2 separate regions of the Rattus norvegicus genome follow, and region 1 is linked to region 2. Evidence: chromatin contacts called from public Hi-C data. All regions are on one chromosome and are shown on one strand. Each heading gives the region's core, a stretch centred on a gene start, on an enhancer-like site or on the middle of the called end of the contact. The rest is flanking DNA. Distances are from core to core; before and after follow the strand shown.

What was found. Hi-C and Micro-C count contacts between places; a contact is called where the count stands out from the background.
Region 1: a contact with region 2 is called in a Hi-C map of Schwann cells, with 2.2 times the contacts expected there. The contact joins the enhancer-like site here to the promoter of Nudt4 in region 2. A contact is called at or near these places in 2 of 12 Hi-C or Micro-C datasets (Schwann cells and mammary epithelial cells).

Annotation. Positions count from the first base shown.
Region 1 is chr7:32,135,375-32,139,679 of GRCr8, forward strand. No RefSeq gene overlaps it. Among named protein-coding and RNA genes, the nearest start is that of Nudt4, 46 kb to the left of the region's middle. Within about 2 kb of position 2,722, at least 2 of the 93 cell types and tissues checked have an H3K27ac peak or open chromatin away from gene starts, as enhancers often do. A contact at or near this core is called in Schwann cells, where this site is marked.
Region 2 is chr7:32,089,782-32,094,699 of GRCr8, forward strand. It overlaps Nudt4 (nudix hydrolase 4), which reads right to left and starts at 1,710. Exons shown (of 5, transcript NM_053598.3): 1 at 1,217-1,710. The coding sequence starts at 1,312.

The DNA.
Region 1 (4,305 bases), core at 1,472-3,971, 47 kb after region 2:
AAAGAGGTCTTCTAATACTGTCCAGTCTCCTTCCCCTGGCCCTGGGTTCCCTCTTCCTGGGTACCTGGACCAAGGTCGGACTAGTTGGGGACTTAGATCATTGGGAACAATGGGATTTATTTCAAGATGGGGCTAGGGGTGGGGCTAAAAGAACATCCTTTTTCTTTAAGGAACCAGAGCCTAATCGAAATGGCTGAGCATTCAGGCAAGCCTGCAAGCTGTGGAACCAAAGTAGCCCAGGAGGAAGATGGGGAGCTGGTGGGGGACCTGGAATGAGGGGCTGCTGAATGGGTGGCTTCAGTGGGAGCGTATTGTCTCTCAGTTCTGTGGGCTCAAGTCAGTGTCTTCAGGAAATTGTTGCTTTTAAGGACTGGGAGGGAGATTCTCTAGTCTCTGGAATCCTTCCTTGCCTTGTAAATGACAATGTCTGTGTCTTCCCATTGTGTTTGTCTCCGCATCCAGATTTTCCTTTGTTCCATTCCCTTGGATTAGGCCAACCATAACCACTGCATTTTAGCTTGATTATTTACAAGAGGCCTGTTCTTTTTCTTTTCTATGTATGTATGTATGTATGTATGTATGTATGTATGTATGTATGTATGTATAGGCAGGGTCTCCCAATATAGACAAAGACTGGCCTCCAACTTGCAGCAACCCTCCTGCCTTAGCCTTCTGAATGCTAGGGTTACAGATGTATAACACTGTCAACCCCACTTCAAATAAAGTCACGCAGTCCTGGAATTTCAGTACCAGTGAGAGAGTCATACGTCAAGTCCTAGGAGGGAGACAGGGAAGAAAATGGAAGTGTGTGTGTGTGTGTGTGTGTGTGTGTGTGTGTGTGTGTGTGTGTGTAGAAAGGAGGACAGGGGCAGAACTGACGGCTTTCTCAAATATCTGGACCATAGCATCATATAGCATATGAGTTTTTATAGGGTCTCTCCAACTTAGTGAGGCTCAGCTCTGCAAGATGCCAATAATAAACCCCCATCCCTTAAATCTACTTGAAGTGGCTGAAACATCTGGGGGAGCAGGTTTATTTCTAGCAGAGAACGGCAACAACAAACAAATGGCAGCAACAACAAAGATGTTGGAGCTGGGGCAAATCAACAGGGGTGACTTTGTGACTTGGGAAGAATGCTGGTTCCTACTGGGACTCGTGTCCTGTCACTAGTACCGCCTGTATATACTTGTCTGGCCTCTTTGGGGCTCAGTGTCCTCAACTGTAAAATGGCGCTACTGAGGAGGAAGTCAAAGGGCATTTGTGGTAATTCTGTGAGAAGAGTAATGAAGAGCACCTGCTCCCAGAAGGGACTTCAGCAAGTCAGTTCCCTCTGCTCCCTTCTTGAGGATGAGGCCTCCAGAAAGGTTTCTTCCCAAGAAAAACAGTTGTTTTCCTTTCAACATTAGACTCAAAATTCTGTTTACAAGGCAGTGCTAACAGACATCTAAATGCCGTGTGGTGGGTTAGACTCTCCTTGGGCAAGAAGGAAATGTGGCCAGAATTGTGGCTGTAGCATGAGAAGAAGAAGCTGGGAGGGGCGACTGCTGATCCTTTCTTAGGTAATTATGGTTTGCGGATAGAGGTTTTGAATCACCCGGGCACAGTAGTAATGTCCTGTTTATACTCTTTGCTTTATTATCTTTGAGACAGGGTCTCTCACTGAACCTGAAGTTGGAAATGTTGCCCAGCAAGCTCCAGCAATCGAATTAAAAGCACACAAGGCCACACTTGGCTTCTTACATGGGCACTGGGGATTCTAACTCAGGTCCTCTCGTTTTTTGAATTGGAGATGGTAGGGTGGGAGGATCAGGAGTTCACAGACATCTCTGGCCTTAGAGTAGGTTCAAAACCAGCCTGGGCTGCTTGACACCTTGTCTCAAAAAGGACAGGAGGGGGTTTGGGGAGATAACTCAGCCAATAAAATTCTTGCTGTACAAGCATGCCAGTGTAAATCTAATTCTCAGAAGCCATATCAGAAAGGAAACCAGGCACATGCTTGCAATCCCAGCCCTGGGGAAGTTGAGAACAGATGGATCCCCGGGACTCATTGGCCAGCCAGTCTAGTGTCATTGGCAAATCCCAGGACAATGGGAAAAAGCCTGTCTCAAAACACAAGCTGGATGGCTCCTGTGGAAGGACAGAGGGGGAAGAGGAAGATTGTCCTCTGACCCTCTGACCTCCACACACATTTAAAAAGGGAGCTGGGGGCGGGGGGAGAACCCTTGCATCTGTGTGATTTTCACACAATATTAGGAGGAGACAAAATGGGATAGAAAAGAAAACGTGTATGATTCAACAAGGGCAGAAACCACTGCCGTTCTGGAGTCACTAGCAAGCCTAGCTGTGGTTCTTTCCCAAGGACGAGAACCCTGGCACTTTTCTAACTGGGTCTCTTTACATTTCTCACCTCAGTCGAGAAAGAATTTTCCTCTCTAGAGAGCTGTGCTATAAATAACAACCGTTGCCTCGCTTTCTCGGCCATATATACTCCTGAGAACCCGAATGCCAGCCCCAAGTAGAAAAGCAGCTTTCATACCCCATTCATGTCCCCCGCATGCCCTCGGCCTGCCTCCCCAAGGGTCACGTTCCAGCTCATAAATAGCATCAAAGAGAAGTCACTTCGGGGTAAGGCAGTTTTGGAAGTAGAAGGCAAGGACTTCCGAGCAGTGACTAATGGGGCAGCCAGGGCTCTCTTTGTCTCTTGCTAACAGAGTCTGAATAGCCTTCCAGTCTCCTGTTTCTACCTCTAGACTGAAAAAGAGGGAGGGGCAGAGAAAGTTCCGGGCTGTCGTATGCCTCCTGCACTTTCCCTTACCAATCACTAAGTCCAATCAGAAATCGCCTGGCAAGTCCGAAGCTCTTGCCCATCCGAGGTGCTGGCTGTGGTGAGCGTTTTAAAGAAATGTCTCAACAGCTCATGAGTTAGAGGGGCCTCGGGCCAAGTTCTGACTTAGATTCCAGAGAGCCATGTGCTGACCTACGATCTGGGTTTTAGGTTCTTGGCTTGATAATGACATGTGTTCAACTCTAAGGAGGTCAGGGAATGGAGGTGTCTGGGCCATATATTGCTTGAAAGCATGTATTTTCATAAAACTTTAGTTCATGTTCATTACTTTATTTGTTCGTTTTGAGACAGGATCTCATGTAGCCTCAAACTCACTGTGTAGCTAAGGATGACGATGAATGCCTTTACTTTTTTTTCTTGCCTTTACTTTTCAAGTGCTGGGGCAAGTAAACTTGATAACCTGGGGATTTTGGTTCATGTCTGTAACCCCAGCACTCATGACATAGACATAGGAGAATCTTGGGTCGAGGCAAGGTTGGGCTGCTCTTAAAAAAAACAATTCAATGAAAACAAATTGAAAAATTTCAGCTGTCAACTGCACACACATCTTATTTGTTTGTCTGCTTACTTACTTAGAGTCTTGTTCTCACTAGGTAGCCCTGGTTGACCTGAGTCTTACTCTGGGATCTAATATTAGGGATGTCCTCAGGATTTCCCATGCACTGGGAAGAAAAGATAAAAGAATTTCATTTTCTCTCATGCTGGGGACACAAGGATATAAAGAATTGCAAACCCCAGGGTCTCCTGGAGCACTTTCCTGCCCTCTCTTTTTGAGGAAGAAGAATGGATGGAACACTATACAAATTTGTGTACAAAGCTGTGTCCCCAGCCTTTGTTTTCTATGGAAGACTCCTTCCATATTTGTCCTTATGAAGGCTAGACCGGGCTAGACTGACAGAACCCATCAGGAGTCATGGGAAACAGGTTTACAGAGTTTAGCACTGCTGGTGAATACAGCAGAGCTATAAGCCTCAAATTATACCAGGCCCAGACGTTGTTTTTAGACCACACCTGGTTAGGCTGACCTCGGAACAGTATTTAGAGCTTTGCTTCTTTACATTCAAAAGCATCCCGGTACCATCTGATGACTGACATTTGGGTTCACAGCTGGAAATGAGAAGACACAATGCTTCAGAAAGCTTTAGACTAATCTCAGAGTCTCTTATGTCTTCTAGAGAAATTCCAGAATCCTCTTTAATATGTCAGGGGAGGAATTATCAAAAAGGCATCATTTTAAAAAGACATTTTAGAGTTTTTGGCATATTTTTTTCAAAGTATCCTGTCTAGGAATGATGATAAATAACATTGATTCTATTCATTCATTTTTAATTTTCTTCCATTTAATACTTACCAACTATCTGTCGTAGGACAGATTTTGTCTAAGAAGGGCAGTTCTGTGAGACCATAGATGCCACAGATTGGAGACAGGCCACTCTCAGAGAGTGACTCTCTTGTGGTG
Region 2 (4,918 bases), core at 460-2,959:
CTGGACAAAAGTACTTCTGCTCAAAGCTGTCGTCTCACCTAGAAAACAGGGCTGACCAGTACTACCCCAAGTGCTAAAAGGATTAAATATAACCCTCCCCTGGCTGCACCTAACTCATTGTAAACGCTCAACGATGTAAAAATCCGACAGAGCGGTGAACAGGTCAGACAGGATCCTTGGTCACTATTCGCTACTACGCGCTTTTATGTTTAGTTTGTCTGGCCCTAGAACGGTGCCTCCTTCAAAGAGTCCCCCGACCCCTCCCTCGAGAGACTGAATTTAAGGCTTACTGGCTTTTCTCCCTTTGTGCACTTTTAAAAAAGCCCTTATATTTCGTTCTCTTCTAAGTAGAACCGCTTCAAAGACCTTTCTTTCTCTGGAAGTTCCTTCAGGATTCGGGTTTAACACTTAAAAGGTTTCAAAACAACCTGAACTGTTTGTTTCTTAAAAAAAAAATAAATATAATGCAAGAGCGGTTTAAAGATCATAACTTTCTAGCACGCGGTTTTTTTTGTTAACAACCACTGAGTGTATGCTGTCATAGCTAACTACTGGGCCTTGCAATAAGGAAGCCATTAAATTCCCATCTCCGGCTTTACATCTTGTGCTCTTCTGGGCACGGGTATAGAAGCAGAACTCAGAACGACAACTTTTTCCTCTATCAGTTCATTTTAGGTGTGGCAGCGCTACAAGATTTCCCCCAGCTACCAAGTGACTTAACTATCCAGAGCAAGATTAAAAAAAAAATCAATCATTTAAAAACCGAATATAACTGAAATTAAACATAATAGGCCCTCCCAGAGAATACTCCAAAGGCCCCTATCAAACCAATGCGGTGGGGAGGGTAAAATTACACGCCGCTCCTTCCCAGATGTCAAGTCACACCGCAGAACAGTCTTGAGAAACCAGAAGAGCGAGAGATCGCCGGGCCGAAAAGAGCGACTTTGCCCCGGTTTCTGGCCTATCTTGTCCTTTTTGGCCTCATTCCATCTCTCGCTGGCCATCTTTCGGTCGTCAGAGAAACTTTAAAAGCGGAGGCCGCTTTGCCAAAAAAGAGGTATCTAACGTAATTAAACCAACAGCCTGCGATCTAATGGGCGAGCCCAGCGACCGGTCTCCAGCTCCGGGCGTGAGGGTTGCCGGTGACCCGCAGACCGGGGGGATGCAGGGGGCTGCGGGATGGAGCCCGGCCGCCAGCCTTTGTCCCCGCGCTTACCTCGTCCTCCTGCTCGCTGCGGAAGCACAGGCAGGCCGCCCGCTTCTTGAAGCCCTCGCGGTCGTATGTCCGCGTCTGGTTGGGCTTGAACTTCATCCTAGAGCCGGGCTCCTGCAGCCGCTGCTCCGGCCGCCACCGTGGGGACCCGGCCGCCGCCACCCCGCCGGGGAGTCGGACCGAACGAAGTCGCGGTGCTCCGGAGCCGGTGGGACGGGAGGCGGCGGCGGCGCGGACACGGACGGCGAGGCCGGGCGGCCGCCGGGACGCGGGGCGGAACGCGGGTCACTGCAGTCCGGGCGCAGCGGTGGTAGCGCCGCCTCTGCTCGGGCGCCCGCCGCTCTCCATGGAGCCCGCAGCCGCTTGCAGCCACTCTTTGCTTGCACCCGCCGCCGCCGCCGCCACCGCCGCCGCCGGGGGAAGAGCGCGGCTCGTGGCTCGTGCCACGCGGAGACAGTTGGAAGCGGCGGCGCAAACCGGGCAGAGACGCCAAGGATGCGCGCCGCCCCCTTCGCCCGCATTTAAGCTGGGCTCCCGCGCGCGCGCGTGCGCGCGCTCTTTTGCGCGCGCCATTACGCCTGCGTGCCAGGACCGTTGCCGGGAGGGGGTGGGGTGGGGAGCTAGGGGTGCGGCTTCGGCCTGCTCGGGGGCGGGGCTTGAGACCTAAGTCTAGGGCTCTACCAGCTCTGCCCTGCCCTCCGGCCAGTGCTCGAGCCGAGTCGCCTTGGAGGGGGTTGGGGCGTGCTTTGTACAAGGCCACAGAAGGGAAGCGATCCGAGACTTCCTGGCCCTCCGTTTTAGTTGTTCGATAGAGTTCCCTTTAGGGACGGGCCCCCAGTATGGGGCCTGGAGCCAGGGTTCCCGGAGCCATTGCATGACTACGGAAGCTTCGCGGTTAGCGCCGCTAGCGAAGGCTAGGATGGTTAAGTTCATTGAGTTCTCTCTCTCCTCTCCCCTTCCTTCTCCTCTTCCCCTATTCCCTCCTTCGATGAGGGTGCCTTTATGTGCTCTTCAAGAGTCAGCTCAAGGGTTGGGGATTTAGCTCAGCGGTAGAGCGCTTGCCTAGCGAGCTCAAGGCCCTGGGTTCGGTCCCCAGCTCCGAAAAAAAAGAAAAAAAAAAAAAAAAGTCAGCTCAAGCTTTGAAATGTACTATAGACAATTGTCTGTGTTTGTAGCATCCCCCCCTCCCCATCTCGGTTCACCCTCCAGAGTGCATTCAGGCACACGGGTTATGGCTGTTATTCTGTGTATATCTCATTCTAAGTAAGGCCACAGCAGTAAATCAATGGTATTTTTGTTGTCTGGAAGCTTACAGTCTTAGGCACTTGGAACAACTCCCCATGTTTCAGTGCCATTGAGGGCCAAGATAGAAGGTAGGAGACCTGACATCACTGGAATTCAAGAAAACTCCTAATCCAAATCAGGTGTGGAATCCCAGGTATGTAACTCCAGCACTTGAGAGGCAAAACCAGAAGGATTAGGAATTCAAGGTCATTCCCCAATGTATTTGGAATTGGTGAGACTACACAGGTCTACATGAGACCCTATTTCAAAACCCCAACTCCTAACCAACCCACTGGAGCTCCGCTTCCCACAAAACTGTTTAGACAGCCACATCCGTTTGTTTTTCATTCCTGGAAGGCCTCCGATGTGCCAGGCATCTTACAAAACCGGTCAGACCCTGCCCTCAGAATAAGAACCTAAGAACAGAGAAATAGTGACCAATCACAGGATGACCCATTAAACTGATGTGGGAGTAGTGGGTTCCAGAGATCTTTGACCAGAGGAGAAAGAAGTAAGCTTCGTAGGAAGCTAAGGCAGCAAGGGGAGGAGCCGAGAAGACAAAGAGCTGAACTCTCAGGAGCCCAGAACTGGAGTTTATGCAAAGGTCAGGGAGGCAGAGAGGGAGGGTGCAGAGCTCTTAGCAATGAAACATGGCAATGCGGCTGTAGAGGGAACCGGAAGCTTATACCGCAAGCCCTGTGAGGCTTCACTGAGAGCAGGGCTGCCTTGGTGAGCTACGTCACTCCTTTGATTTGAAACTGTCGTGCTTGTTTTACCCCAGAGCCTAGAAGAGGCAAGTTTGGAGAATGAGTTAATGTTGAATAGGCGGTTTAAGGAATGAAGCTTCACCACAATTAGAAATCAAGTCTGTACAGAGACACTTTCCAAGCTGTTCTTACTGAAGCCACTTGAAGTCCAGGGTTTACAAACATACATTTACCCAGGAATTCCAGTAGGACTGATACACAAGTGCTGTTTTTAGATAATTTGAGTCCTGTTGATAAAGTGTTTTTTTTTTTTTTTTAATCATGTTTTGTTTTGAGATAGGGTCTCCTGTAGCCCAGGCTGGCCTAGAATTCCTGATCCTATCTTTGAAGTGCTGTGTTATAGGCATGTTTCCACGTGCCTGGCTTTAAGGTAATCCTTTCAGATGGATGAAGAAGATTCAATTTCCCCCTCCTCAAATTCTTCAGTGATCTGGCTTCTCGAAGTGGGCGCTTAATAAATAGGATGGCAGAACCGAATGGTAATTTGTTCATCTCATTTATGTGTATGAATTTTTGCTTACATGTTTGCGTACATACCTGCACCGTATGTGTGCGTGGTGTCCTTGGAGGACAGAAGAGGACATCAGATCTCCCTGAAACGAGCTGAGGATGGTTGTCAGCCACTCTGTGACTGCTAGGATCTGAAACTGGGTCACCTGGAAGAGTAGCAGGTGCTTTTAACCACTGAGCCATCTCTCCATCCCCTTTCTCGTTTATTGGTTACAGAAGATGAAGGGCTAGAATAAGGGAAAAGATGTTTGGAACCAAATTGCTAAAGGGAAAAAGTCCAGCAGAGACTTGGCGAATGTGAGCAGGAGACACCTTCTTTTAGCTTCCAGGCACTAAACTTGGTGGAAAAAAAGTCCTGGCTTCAGCTCCTACAAGTACTAACGATTACATGTTTGGGTGTCTGAGCCCCCAAAGGTTCTCATCTCTCAAATGGGTAGACTAATTTGCTACATTCTTGCACAAGGTTGTAAGTCTGAAAGCGCTTTGAAGTTCCAAAGAATTTAAAGGAACACATTAAAGGACAAAACACTTTTTGTTGTCTCTCAAAATAGGGTTTCTGTGTGTAGCCCTGGCTATCCTGGAATTCTCTCTGTAGACCCTGGTTGACCTCAGACTCAGACATGAGATCAGCCTGCCTCTGCCTCCAGAGTGCTTACAAACCACCACTACCCAGCTCAACAAGGATTAGAATCGTTGCTTTAAGAAGGAGTCTTTCCTGTGGCTCAGGCTGACCTTGAACTCTCAGGCTTCTGGCTCAGTCTCCCTGGGATTACAGGCCTGTATTTTGGGTTTTAATGCACTGCGAGGGGGGAGATTCTTATCAGAGAGCTCTCCAAGTCCCTCCCTCTTCCCCTACTCAAAGTTTAGAAGAGTATTGCAGAAGACTTGGAGTTTAACATGGGATGGAAGGGGCTTAAATATTGTAATAAATTATTTAAACTGACAACTTTGTTGTTGTTGTTTATTGAGACAAAGTTTCTCTGTGGAACAGCGTCCTGTCTGTCCTGGACCGCATTCGTAGACCAGGCTGGCCTTGAACTCACAGAACTCCACCTGCCTCTGCCTGCCAAGTACTGGGATTAAAGACATGGGCCACCACACTCAGCTAAACTGAAGACTCTTAATAGTCTAAATCACCTACTCC